Linked DNA regions of Capra hircus: region 2 is linked to region 1. A link is a contact called in public Hi-C data. All regions are on one chromosome and are shown on one strand. Each heading gives the region's core, a stretch centred on a gene start, on an enhancer-like site or on the middle of the called end of the contact. The rest is flanking DNA. Distances are from core to core; before and after follow the strand shown. Region 1 has its middle 20 kb from the start of GAREM2. Region 2 holds the start of KIF3C (kinesin-like protein KIF3C).

Region 1 (5,277 bases), core at 917-3,416:
CTTTTGCTAGAGTATGTCCTCCAATAGATTCCTGAGAAGTCAAACAAGGGAAGGAAACATTCAGCTGTTTGCCTATTTGGATACATCACTTTACATTTGACAGGTAATTCGAATGAGTATAGAATTCTACATAGAATATCCTTTCACTCAGAGTTGTTTTCTAGGTCTCCATATTACTTGAGGAACATTTATATCCATTCAGGTTCTTGATTCTTTTATATGTGACCTATTTATTTTTTCTGGATTAAAAAAATTTTTTTCTTTTATCCTTGGAGTTTCAAAATGTCATGGTGGGTGCAGATAATTTTTTGTTTTTTGCGCTAGACCAATCTGGAGACTACAATCCCTCAATTCTGGGAAGTTCTCTTATATCCTTTCTCTGATAATCACTTCCCTTCCGTTTTCCCATTTTCTTTTTCTAGAGTTTCAGCTAATCAGATTTTGGCCTTTAGATTGGCCCTCTAAATTTCTTATTATTTCCTCGTTTTCCATTTCTCACTCTTTTTTATGTGTATATTTTAATTTGGGGAGATTTCCTTGATTTATCTAATTCTTCTACTGAATCTTTTATTTCAGTTGATAGTTTTTATTTTAGAGAATCGTATCTCATTTTGTTTCTTTTTTATGAATCCTCATCTTGTGGTTTTTGGATTCAATGTCATCTCTTATCCAAGAATATTAATTAAAGTGAGTTTAGCTTTTTCTTTGATATTCTGCTTTGCTTTCCCTTTATTTCCTTTTTTGGTTTTGTTGTTGTTTTATTTTCTCATTTATGTTAACGTGAAGAACTGAATATTCTGACTGAATGCAAATATGTTAGGTCTGAGTGTCAGGCATGCGGATTTTTATTGATTTGTCTAAACATTTCTGTGTTTGGATGATCTCATATATACTAGGCAGACTAGAAACTTTGCCTATGTCCATCTATCTTGATGACTGGAGACCTTCAACACAGAGTATCTGCAATGAGCCTACCTTTTAGTTGGCAAACCTCCAACAGACAGCATTTGTGAGTCTTTTCTCTTGGGCCAGGTTTCCAGAGAGGACACTCCTAATTTTCGGCCTGGCTGCCAAAATTCTGGGAGAGGGAAGGGATAAGGAAGGAAAGAATCTGAGAGGAGCTCATCGCTCAAAATGCAGATGTTCACGAAAGTCCTGGTATTTGACCCTATGACTCATCCCCACTTTTCTCCGTACCCCGTGTCCTCAAGTCTGGAGGTTCTTCCACTGCATTTCTGCCCATACAAAGCCTCTAGGAAGGGTGGTAGCAACTCCTGGCTGTGAGGGGTGAGCATGGACACCTCAGGATCCCATTATTTCATATACAGACTTTGTAATCATCCCCATTTTTAACCTATTGCCACGTTTATCTTCTCTGCAGTCTCCAGTACCTCTAAATTCTGCAACTTGCGGGATTCAGAAAAAAATCTGCTTTTTATTGACATCCAACACTTAGATTGTAATTTCTTCCCTAGAATAGTTAGCTGTTTTCTATCTCCCACAGGTCAATTTTTGCGTAAATAAATTTTTAAGTTCTCACAGATCTCTTGCCTTTTTTTTCCCAGTCTTTGTAGAATTATACTTTGTAAACTCCTTTACTCCCATCTTTTTGGGGGTTGAGAGAGGGAATTTAATTTTGTGTGGCTGCGTTTCCCATAAATTCTTGAGAATGGATCTCTGACTGATGGGCTTGGGGGAAGTGTCTGGTGTCATAATGAAGAAATGCAGTTCCCAGGAAGGGTCACAAGGTGGCTCCAGCGACTCTGTATTTAATTTAGTTTCTTCACAGCTATAGACAGAAGGGAACCACAGACTCAGAGGATATTTAAACTGGACTGCATTTCTGAGGGCTTCCCAGCTCACTTCCTTTTACAGACAACAGAGATCCATGGGAGTTAACCAGCTTATCCTGTATCTGGAGGTAGTTGCAGGAATAGACTGGGCTTGAATTTTAAAGTTCTTTTAAAGTTATATTTGAAGTTGCCTTTAAATTGGAATACAGATGTGAATGCCTGAAAATGGGGGTGGGAACCAGAAGCCAGTGCAGCAGGAGAAAGATGCAGAAGGAAATCACTGCTTCACTGACCACACGTCCTGAGCTCCTGCCTCGTGGGCAGCCGTGTGCTAAGTACTGTGAAGACTCGAAAGAGAGGAAGGTCCCTGCCTACCAGAGCTTGAAGTCTGGGAAGGAGAGGAGCCAACAGGAAACAATTAACCACAACCCAGGAAGTCTGCAGTACATGTCCAGGGGAAATGTAACTCAAAAGTGCTACAGAAAGAAGTGGGCGGGCACTTCCCTGCTCCAGACTAGGGCATAGCCTTACTGGTGTGACTTGAGTTGGCCTTGGAAGAACAGCCCTTCTCAAACTGGTACGTGCATGAGTTACCACCCAGGGCTATTTCAAAGCAGATTCTAACTCAGTACAGCCAGTGTGTGAGGTGTGTTTTTATGCACACCTGGAACTGAGATTCTGCATTTTTAACAAGCTCCCAGGTGATTCCAAGGTGGCTGACCTTAAGACCACACTTTTTAAGGGTGTAGGCACCGGTTGGTTCAGGAACTTGGCTGCACTTCACACAGGAAGTCAAAAAAACCGTGTCAGTCAGTCTCACCGGAGAAATCGTGTGTTAATTGGCCCGGGGTAAAACTTTGGCACTGGTGTTTTTAAAAGCAGTCCCCCCATATTCTAATATGTAGTAAAGTCTGAATGGCACTGAAACAGGGCACTTATCCTTTTCGTTCATCCAGCACCCAAATCCCCCACCTCTGAGTTACAGCCCACTCTTGTAGCTCAGTCGGTAGGTAAGGAATCTGCCTGCAATTTGGGAGACCTGCCCGGGTTTGATTCCTGGGTAGGAAAGATCCGCTGGAGAAGGAAACAGCAACCCACTCCAGTATTCTTGCCTCAAGAATCCCATGGACAGAGGAGCCTGGCAGGCTACAGCCCACGGGGTCGCAAGAGTTGGACACAACTGAGCGACTAAACCACACTCACTCTGGAAGCTGAAGAGACACTCCCTTTCCCCCACTTGCCTGGAATTCTGGTTCCATCAACCAACCCAGGCTTTGCAGCAAAAGCTACGGAAACAAAGAAACAGGCTGAAATGAGCAAAGATTTTGCATTGGTGGCAGCTGTAGTTTTAGTGAGAATTCTTGGAGTATGATACTCAGCAGCAGGCACTGTAGCACCTTGATAGACCAATTCTGCTAAGCCTGATTGTGAATGTTGGTCTTGGCTGCACAGCCTCTGACTGGTTCTAGTTCCTGCAGACTGTGTACCATTTTAAACACACACAGCATCCTTTATAGGTAAATACAAATTTTAAAACCCACATTGACAATCATGCAGATATGTAATAAGGCGAACACCCTTGTGAACAACATTCATGACCAAGATTTGATTTTACTGTCCCCCAAACCCTGCTGTGTGCCCCCATGATTTTTCACTCCATGACTTAGCGACTAAACCAACCCACCCTAATACCCCTGCCTTTTAGTCATTTCCTTAATGTTCCTTATAGTATGTCTGTACTTCCCTAAACACATTATGGTTTAGTTCTGCTTGTTCTTCCTTTCCATCTTTTGTTAATTTGCCATCTCTCTCTCCCTCTCAGTGAAACTTAATTGAAGAGACTGGATCAGTTGTCCTGTAAAATTTACTAGTCTGGATTTTGTTGATTGATGTAATTTAATATATTCCTGTCAGAGTTCCTATAAAATTGGTAGTCAGATCTAGGTAAGTTTGATCAGAATCAGACGGAGATTTGATTTTTGGTGCGGGGGCGGGGGGGTGGGGGCAGGGGCGGGTGTGTAGGACATGGCCCCAGCATAGAAAGTATTGTGTTCTTGGTCAGAAGATACATAAATATCTGGGTTTCTCTTAACTTGCATTAGAGCCTTTTCCACTTTGTAGTTCAATGACATTTAATATTAGAAGTTCCTGAGTTCTGTGCTACAGATTTTCTTCCTTCGTAACTGTTATTCTCTTTAACTAGGTGCAGCAGGAACACACTACATTTTTGTCTTGGTGCTGGAAGTTTAGGACTTCAGTGTCCCAGCAAAACACTTTCACTTGGAGCACTCATATCCCCTATGTGGCTCTTAACCTTAGGGAGTCATATTGATCTCCTATCAACCTAGGAGATTGGCATAAACTATACCCAGCTGCCTTTTCCTTCCTCCCCTATATTTTGACTTACTTCATTACTACCATTCACTGCTGCAGCCATTAATAAGTAACAGAAGTCCCCTTCAAAGTACATCTCCCCAGAAAGCTAATTAAGATAACTGTGAAAAGCAACCGCATTATCATTTACTTCCAGCCAAGAGGTGGTGTGAGGTAGGAGGAAACAAAACGGACAAGCTGGTAATAACGGGTGATACAGGTTTTAAAGAAGAAAAGCAGTAAACTGAACTAAGCACTTTTCAAGGGCATTGTTCTTTGTGAGAGGTACCAAGGTCGGGCTAAATGGCTACATTAACTCGATAAGATTAAGGCTACACTGGCATTCTTTCTGCCGGCTCCAGCATGTATTTATTACCCCCATTATAATCAGTGTAACAACGAAAGCTTAGGACCTTATCCTGAGAAACTGATATGGTGAAGAAAGTAGGCTGGGCCGTAGCTTGGCTTCAAAATTCCATTCCAGCACCAAGTAGCTGTGCAACCTTAAGCAAATCACTTACCTGAAACAGTTTATTTTGTAAAGTGGGTACTACTTCACCAGGCTGTCGATGACAACCCAAAGAACCTAGAACAGTGCCACAAATACCTAGTCCATTTCCTAGTAGGCAAGAAATACTCCTTCACATAATCCCCCGTACATTAAGCCTGCCCTCTGCCATCATTTTAGTCGGATCTTAACTCAAATTTGAATTAAAATAGCAACCTTGTAGCTGACCTCTAGAATCCTTGTTCCTCTGCTTCCAGCCCATCTGACTTGTTTTCCTCAAACACACTGCAGGGCTCACAGGGACTCCCCATCCCCTCACAGAGTCCAGCTGGATTTCTAGTTTCTCACACAAGCAAAGCGTGTTTCTAATTTGCCTGTGATCCCTTCTTACCCTCCCCTTAGCCCATTCATTCAATCCACGTATCTAAGAACCCAACTCCAGTGCCGCCTCCTTCTAAAACCATCCCAACTATTCTCACCAATTGAATCTGCTCTTCTATTAACACAGCACTTAAAACCACAACTATCTGGCTCTTGTATACATTTGCCTGATTACTAATTCCTTCTGCTTTAAAGGTAAACCTAACAGCAGAGACTATTGTG
Region 2 (5,277 bases), core at 1,092-3,591, 120 kb after region 1:
TAAGCCAAAACATAGAAAGGGTAGTCCAAAAACCACAGCCAAGTGCAACAAGAAAACAGTTCAAGAGCCAAATGGTCCATTCAGAAGTCAGGTTGCCAAAGCCAAAACCTCACCCAGTAATTGGTTCAAAAGCCAAGTTAATCACATGCAGTAGAACTTGGTCAAAGAGAGGGCTGAGGAAGGTCAGGAAACTTCAGAAGTGGGGAAGCCACCAGCTAAGCTTCAGGCTTCCAGCTGAGCTAGCATTTGGGTACTGGGGATTTGAAGATGGGGAGGAGGTGAGGAGACAGGTTTTGTAGAATTGAAGAACTGAGCAAATAGAAAATAATGTGACTGGAAATGTTTCGTGGAAAGATTCTTCTGGTGACTCTGTGAAGAAGGGCCTTAAGATGGGAGAATAAGGACAAGTCAGGCCCAATGCATAGATTCAACTCCCCTCTGCAGAATGAACAGGGGTAGGACACTGGCTTGTTCCCTGGACTTGAGAAATTATACTTGATTTGTATCCTAGAGGAAAAAAAATATGACCCAAAAGTGGAATGCCAAATGTAGACCTGGTTTGTCCAGGATACTTAAGGAAGCAGAGCTGTTGGGCAAGCCAAGCCAGGACACATGTATGTCTTAAGGGCTTTCTTAAAAATGAGTCTTCTCATTGGTACAGTACTTTATAATGAGCAGTAGCATTTGAACTTCACAACCACTTTAAAACCAATGGCTTTAAATAGATGAGAAAACTAAGGCTAGGGCAAGGTAAATTGTATGCCAAAATTCACACAGTTGGGTGGAAATCAGAACTGTAGCTCGACTCCAGGTTTTGTTCTATGCAAATTCTGTGTATTTCTTTGTAAAAGAAAAGAGATTGGTCAGGGAAGGCTTCACAGAGGAGGCAAGGGCAGGGTACCAAGTACAGAAGAGTAATAGGCAAAGGCACAAAGGTGCAACATGGAACAGCCAGAAGGCAACAAAACCTGGTTTCTAGTATTGTAAGGGCCTTGAGGACCAGAAGTGCCAGTTCCTAGAATGAGGCCTGGGGTTTATCAGGCGCTTGCTGTTGTTTGTTGTTCAGTCACCCAGTTATGTTCAGCTCTTTGCAACCCCATGAACTGCAGCATGCCAGGCCTCCCTGTGCCTCACCACCTCCCAGAGTTTGCCCAAGTTCATGTCCATTGCATCAGGGATGCCATACAGACATCTCATCCTCTGATGCCCTCTTTTCCTTCTGCCCTCAATCTTTTCCAGCATCAGGGACTTTTCCAATGAGTCAGCTGTTTGCATCAGGTGACCAAACTACTGGAGCTTCAGCATCAGTCCTTCCAATGAGTATTCAGGATTGATTTCCTTGGAGACTGACTGGTTTGAACTCCTTTTTGTCCAAAGGACTCTTAGGAGTCATCCCCAGCACCACAGTTAGAAGGCATCAATTCTTTGGTGCTCTGCCTTCTTTATGGTCCAGCTTGCACAAACAAATGTGACCACTGGGAAGACCACAGCCTTGACTATACAGACATTTGTTGGCAGAGTGATGTCTCTGCTTCTCTGTTCAAAGGAATGAATGTCTAGAATATAGATTCTCTATAGGAGAGTAGCTGGAAGTGAGGCTGGGAAGTGGCAGGAGTCAGAAGATGGAGAGGCTTTAATACAATATGGAAGGCTGGTGTTGGAGGAGGAGAGGGGACCAGAGTGCATGTGCAGAAAGGATGCTAAGAGAGAATCATCTGGAAGGTGGTTCCAGGAGAGAGAAAAGGAAGGCCAGAAGTAAACCAGGGCAGGGAAAGGAAAAGACAGTCAAGAAGAATTTCTGCGTTAGAATGCCTGGCAACAACCTGAAGGGGAGGTGGGTGACATGTAGGGGTCTGGAGGCAGAAAGGCAGGAGCAGGAGAGGGAGAGGGAGAGAGAGAGAGAGAGAGAGAGAGAGAGAGAGAGAGAGAGAGAGAGAGAATGCTGGCTGTGGAGGAAACAGGTGTGGGCAGTGGATACCCCGCATCCTCCAGCAGCTAGGCTGCAACCTCAACAGTCACTCCGGAGGCTGCAGGCCAGAAAGGGAGGGGCCTCTCGGACTGGAGAAGTCATTAGCAACCTGCCAGAACCGGGTTAACAAAGGCAGGACTACAACTCCCAGCATGCCCCGCCCCAGTGGGGTGACGGCGGGCGGTGGCTGCGCTGCACCCGCCTGGTGGGCGCGGGACCTGGGTCGGCACCGGAGCCTGTCATTCCGGAGGGGGGCGGTCTGCGTGGCGGGGGGGCGGTGCGGGCGGGCGATGCACCCGGGTCCCCAGCGCACTGGCCGCGCCGGGCTCGCGTCTCCCGCCCCGCGGCCCCGCCCTTGCCCCACCCCAGCCGGGCGGTTTAGCTGGGGCCGCAGAGCGGCGGCAACATCACTCTCGCCGCGGCTGCTCCGCCCCATCCCCTTCTGTTTTTCTCTCTCATTCTCCGGTGGCGACGGCGGGGAAGGCGGAGGCAGAGGCTGCAGCAGCCGCGCTGGCTGCAATGAATGATCCCCCAGCTGGGGGAGAGGACTCCAGGTGAGCCTCTGCCCTTGGGAGGGCCGGGACCCCCGGCCCCCCAGAACCTGCAGCACCCTTCCCCCCATCCCCCGCCATGGATCTCTAGAGGAGGAGGACGAGAAGACAGCTCTGCCGCCCACCCCCATCCCATTTTCCTCTTCCTTTATCTCATTGTTGCCGTCGCTGTTTACGGCAGCGCTCCCTCTGCCCCAGCATGGGGCGGGTTCTGGGTACTGCCGTTCGGCAGGCGCTGCTCCCGCGGCTGCCCGGCGATTCTGCCTAATTCTCCCTCCGCAGCCGGTGCAGCGAGGACCGGAGAGCGGTGGAGGCCCGGACTGCAGTAGCGGCGGGGCCAGCTCCCAGCATCTCCACCCTAGGAGGCTGCATGCGGATTGAAGAACGGTGCCTGGGGGCTGGGCCGGCCCCGCTGATCCCGACCTAGGGAGGACAGCAGGACTAACCAGGCTGCGGAGGGGGTCCGGGGGTGGGGGGTGTGCAGGAAGGACAGAGCAGCAAGATGGCCAGTAAAACCAAGGCCAGCGAGGCCCTGAAGGTGGTGGCCCGGTGCCGCCCCCTCAGCCGGAAGGAGGAGGCTGCTGGTCACGAGCAGATCCTGACCATGGACGTGAAACTAGGCCAGGTGACCCTGCGGAACCCCCGCGCTGCCCTGGGGGAGCTGCCCAAGACCTTCACCTTCGATGCCGTGTATGATGCCAGCTCCAAGCAGGCAGACTTGTATGATGAAACCGTGAGGCCCCTGGTAGACTCGGTGCTCCAAGGGTTCAACGGCACCGTCTTTGCCTATGGACAGACAGGCACGGGCAAGACCTACACCATGCAGGGGACCTGGGTGGAGCCCGAGCTCCGCGGGGTCATCCCCAATGCCTTTGAGCATATCTTCACCCACATCTCGCGCTCCCAGAACCAGCAGTACTTGGTCCGGGCCTCCTACCTGGAGATCTACCAGGAGGAGATTCGAGACCTGCTCTCCAAGGAGCCCGGCAAGAGGCTGGAGCTGAAGGAGAACCCTGAGACAGGCGTCTACATCAAGGACCTGTCCTCCTTCGTCACCAAGAATGTCAAGGAGATAGAGCACGTGATGAACCTGGGGAACCAGACCCGGGCAGTGGGCAGCACACACATGAATGAGGTCAGCTCCCGCTCCCATGCCATCTTCGTCATCACCGTGGAGTGCAGTGAGCGTGGCTCCGATGGCCAGGACCACATCCGTGTGGGCAAGCTCAACCTGGTGGACTTGGCTGGTAGCGAGAGGCAGAACAAAGCAGGCCCCAACACCACTGGAGGGACCGCCACACAGCCCACTGGTGGTGGCGGTGGTGGAGGGGGTGGTGGCAGTGGTGGAGAGAGGCCGAAGGAAGCCTCCAAAATCAACCTGTCGCTGTCCGCCCTGGGCAACGTGATCGCTGCTCTCTCGGGTAACAGGAGCACCCACATCCCCTACCGGGACTCCAAGCTGACCCGGTTGCTCCAGGACTCTCTGGGGGGAAATGCCAAGACCATCATGGTGGCCACCCTGGGGCCAGCCTCTCACAGCTACGACGAGAGCCTCTCCACCCTGCGCTTCGCCAACCGGGCCAAGAACATCAAAAACAAGCCCCGGGTAAACGAGGACCCCAAGGACACACTTCTGCGGGAATTCCAGGAGGAGATCGCCCGCCTGAAGGCCCAGCTGGAGAAGAAGGGGATGCTGGGAAAGCGACTCCGCAGGAAGAGCAGCCGCAGGAAGAAGGCCGTGTCAGCCCCAGCCGGGTACCCGGAGGGACCGGTGATCGAGGCCTGGGTAGCCGAAGAGGAGGATGACAACAACAACAACCACCGCCCGCCCCAGCCCATCCTGGAGACAGCCTTGGACAAGAACATGGAGAACTACCTGCAGGAGCAGAAGGAGCGGCTAGAGGAAGAGAAGGCGGCCATCCAGGACGACCGCAGTCTGGTGAGCGAGGAGAAGCAGAAGTTGCTGGAGGAGAAGGAGAAGATGCTGGAAGACCTGCGGCGGGAGCAGGAAGCCACGGAGCTGCTCGCTGCCAAGTACAAGGTAAGAGTCCCCAAGGAAGCAAGGGCTCTCCAGAGGCCCCCAGAGGGATCTGGGCTGGCAGGCTTTGCTTTGAGAATCTGCGGTCTGGCCTGAAGCAAGGTGTCCTGCCCTTCTGCCAAGTGCTCCCCTGGAGAAGCCAGGCAAATTTCTGCGGCTCTGGGCTGCCAGGCAAAGCTGCTGAGGAGCACCTAAAAGGAAACACAGACACACACAGAGCAAAAGCAGGCAGGCAGCCTCGCAAGCCAGTGAGCTTGGGCTGGCCTGACCTGCGGCCTGGCAGTCTCTGCTGGTGGCCTCCAGAACCGGTCAGGCCCATGGACAGCCAGGCAGGCGTTGAGCCTCATTTTGGTGTGGGTTCTCACTCTTGCTTAGCTGCCTCCCTTGTGATGGCCTCCCTTTGCAGCACCATCAGACCTCACGCTGCTTTGATACCTGACATTTGGATAACACTTCACAGTTTCCATAACTGTGTACGTGCTCTCATTTGATCCTTATGGTAGCTATCCGGGGTCCTGGTTGTTAAATCCCTATGTTTACAGATGAGGGGCTAAGGCTCAGAAAAGTGACATGAGGTTCCATCCTACAAAGTAGCAGAGCCAAGCTGGAACCAGTGGCCCTTGGGCCCTTTCAATTCTTGAATGGCAGGGTGGGACTATAAATGGGTCCTGCTCCCTGTGAAGGCAGTCCAGCAGTCCACAGGGCCTATTGCTTGAAAG

The links. A called contact is a pair of places that touch in the nucleus more often than the background predicts.
Region 2: a Hi-C map of blood shows a contact between it and region 1, with 3 times the contacts expected there. The contact joins the promoter of KIF3C here to the enhancer-like site in region 1. A contact is called at or near these places in 4 of 5 Hi-C or Micro-C datasets (blood and liver).

The regions. Positions count from the first base shown.
Region 1 is chr11:73,055,250-73,060,526 of ARS1.2, forward strand. No RefSeq gene overlaps it. Among named protein-coding and RNA genes, the nearest start is that of GAREM2, 20 kb to the left of the region's middle. Within about 2 kb of position 2,167, at least 3 of the 5 cell types and tissues checked have an H3K27ac peak or open chromatin away from gene starts, as enhancers often do.
Region 2 is chr11:73,170,385-73,175,661 of ARS1.2, forward strand. It overlaps KIF3C (kinesin-like protein KIF3C), which reads left to right and starts at 2,342. Exons shown (of 8, transcript XM_005686937.3): 1 at 2,342-4,561. The coding sequence starts at 3,023.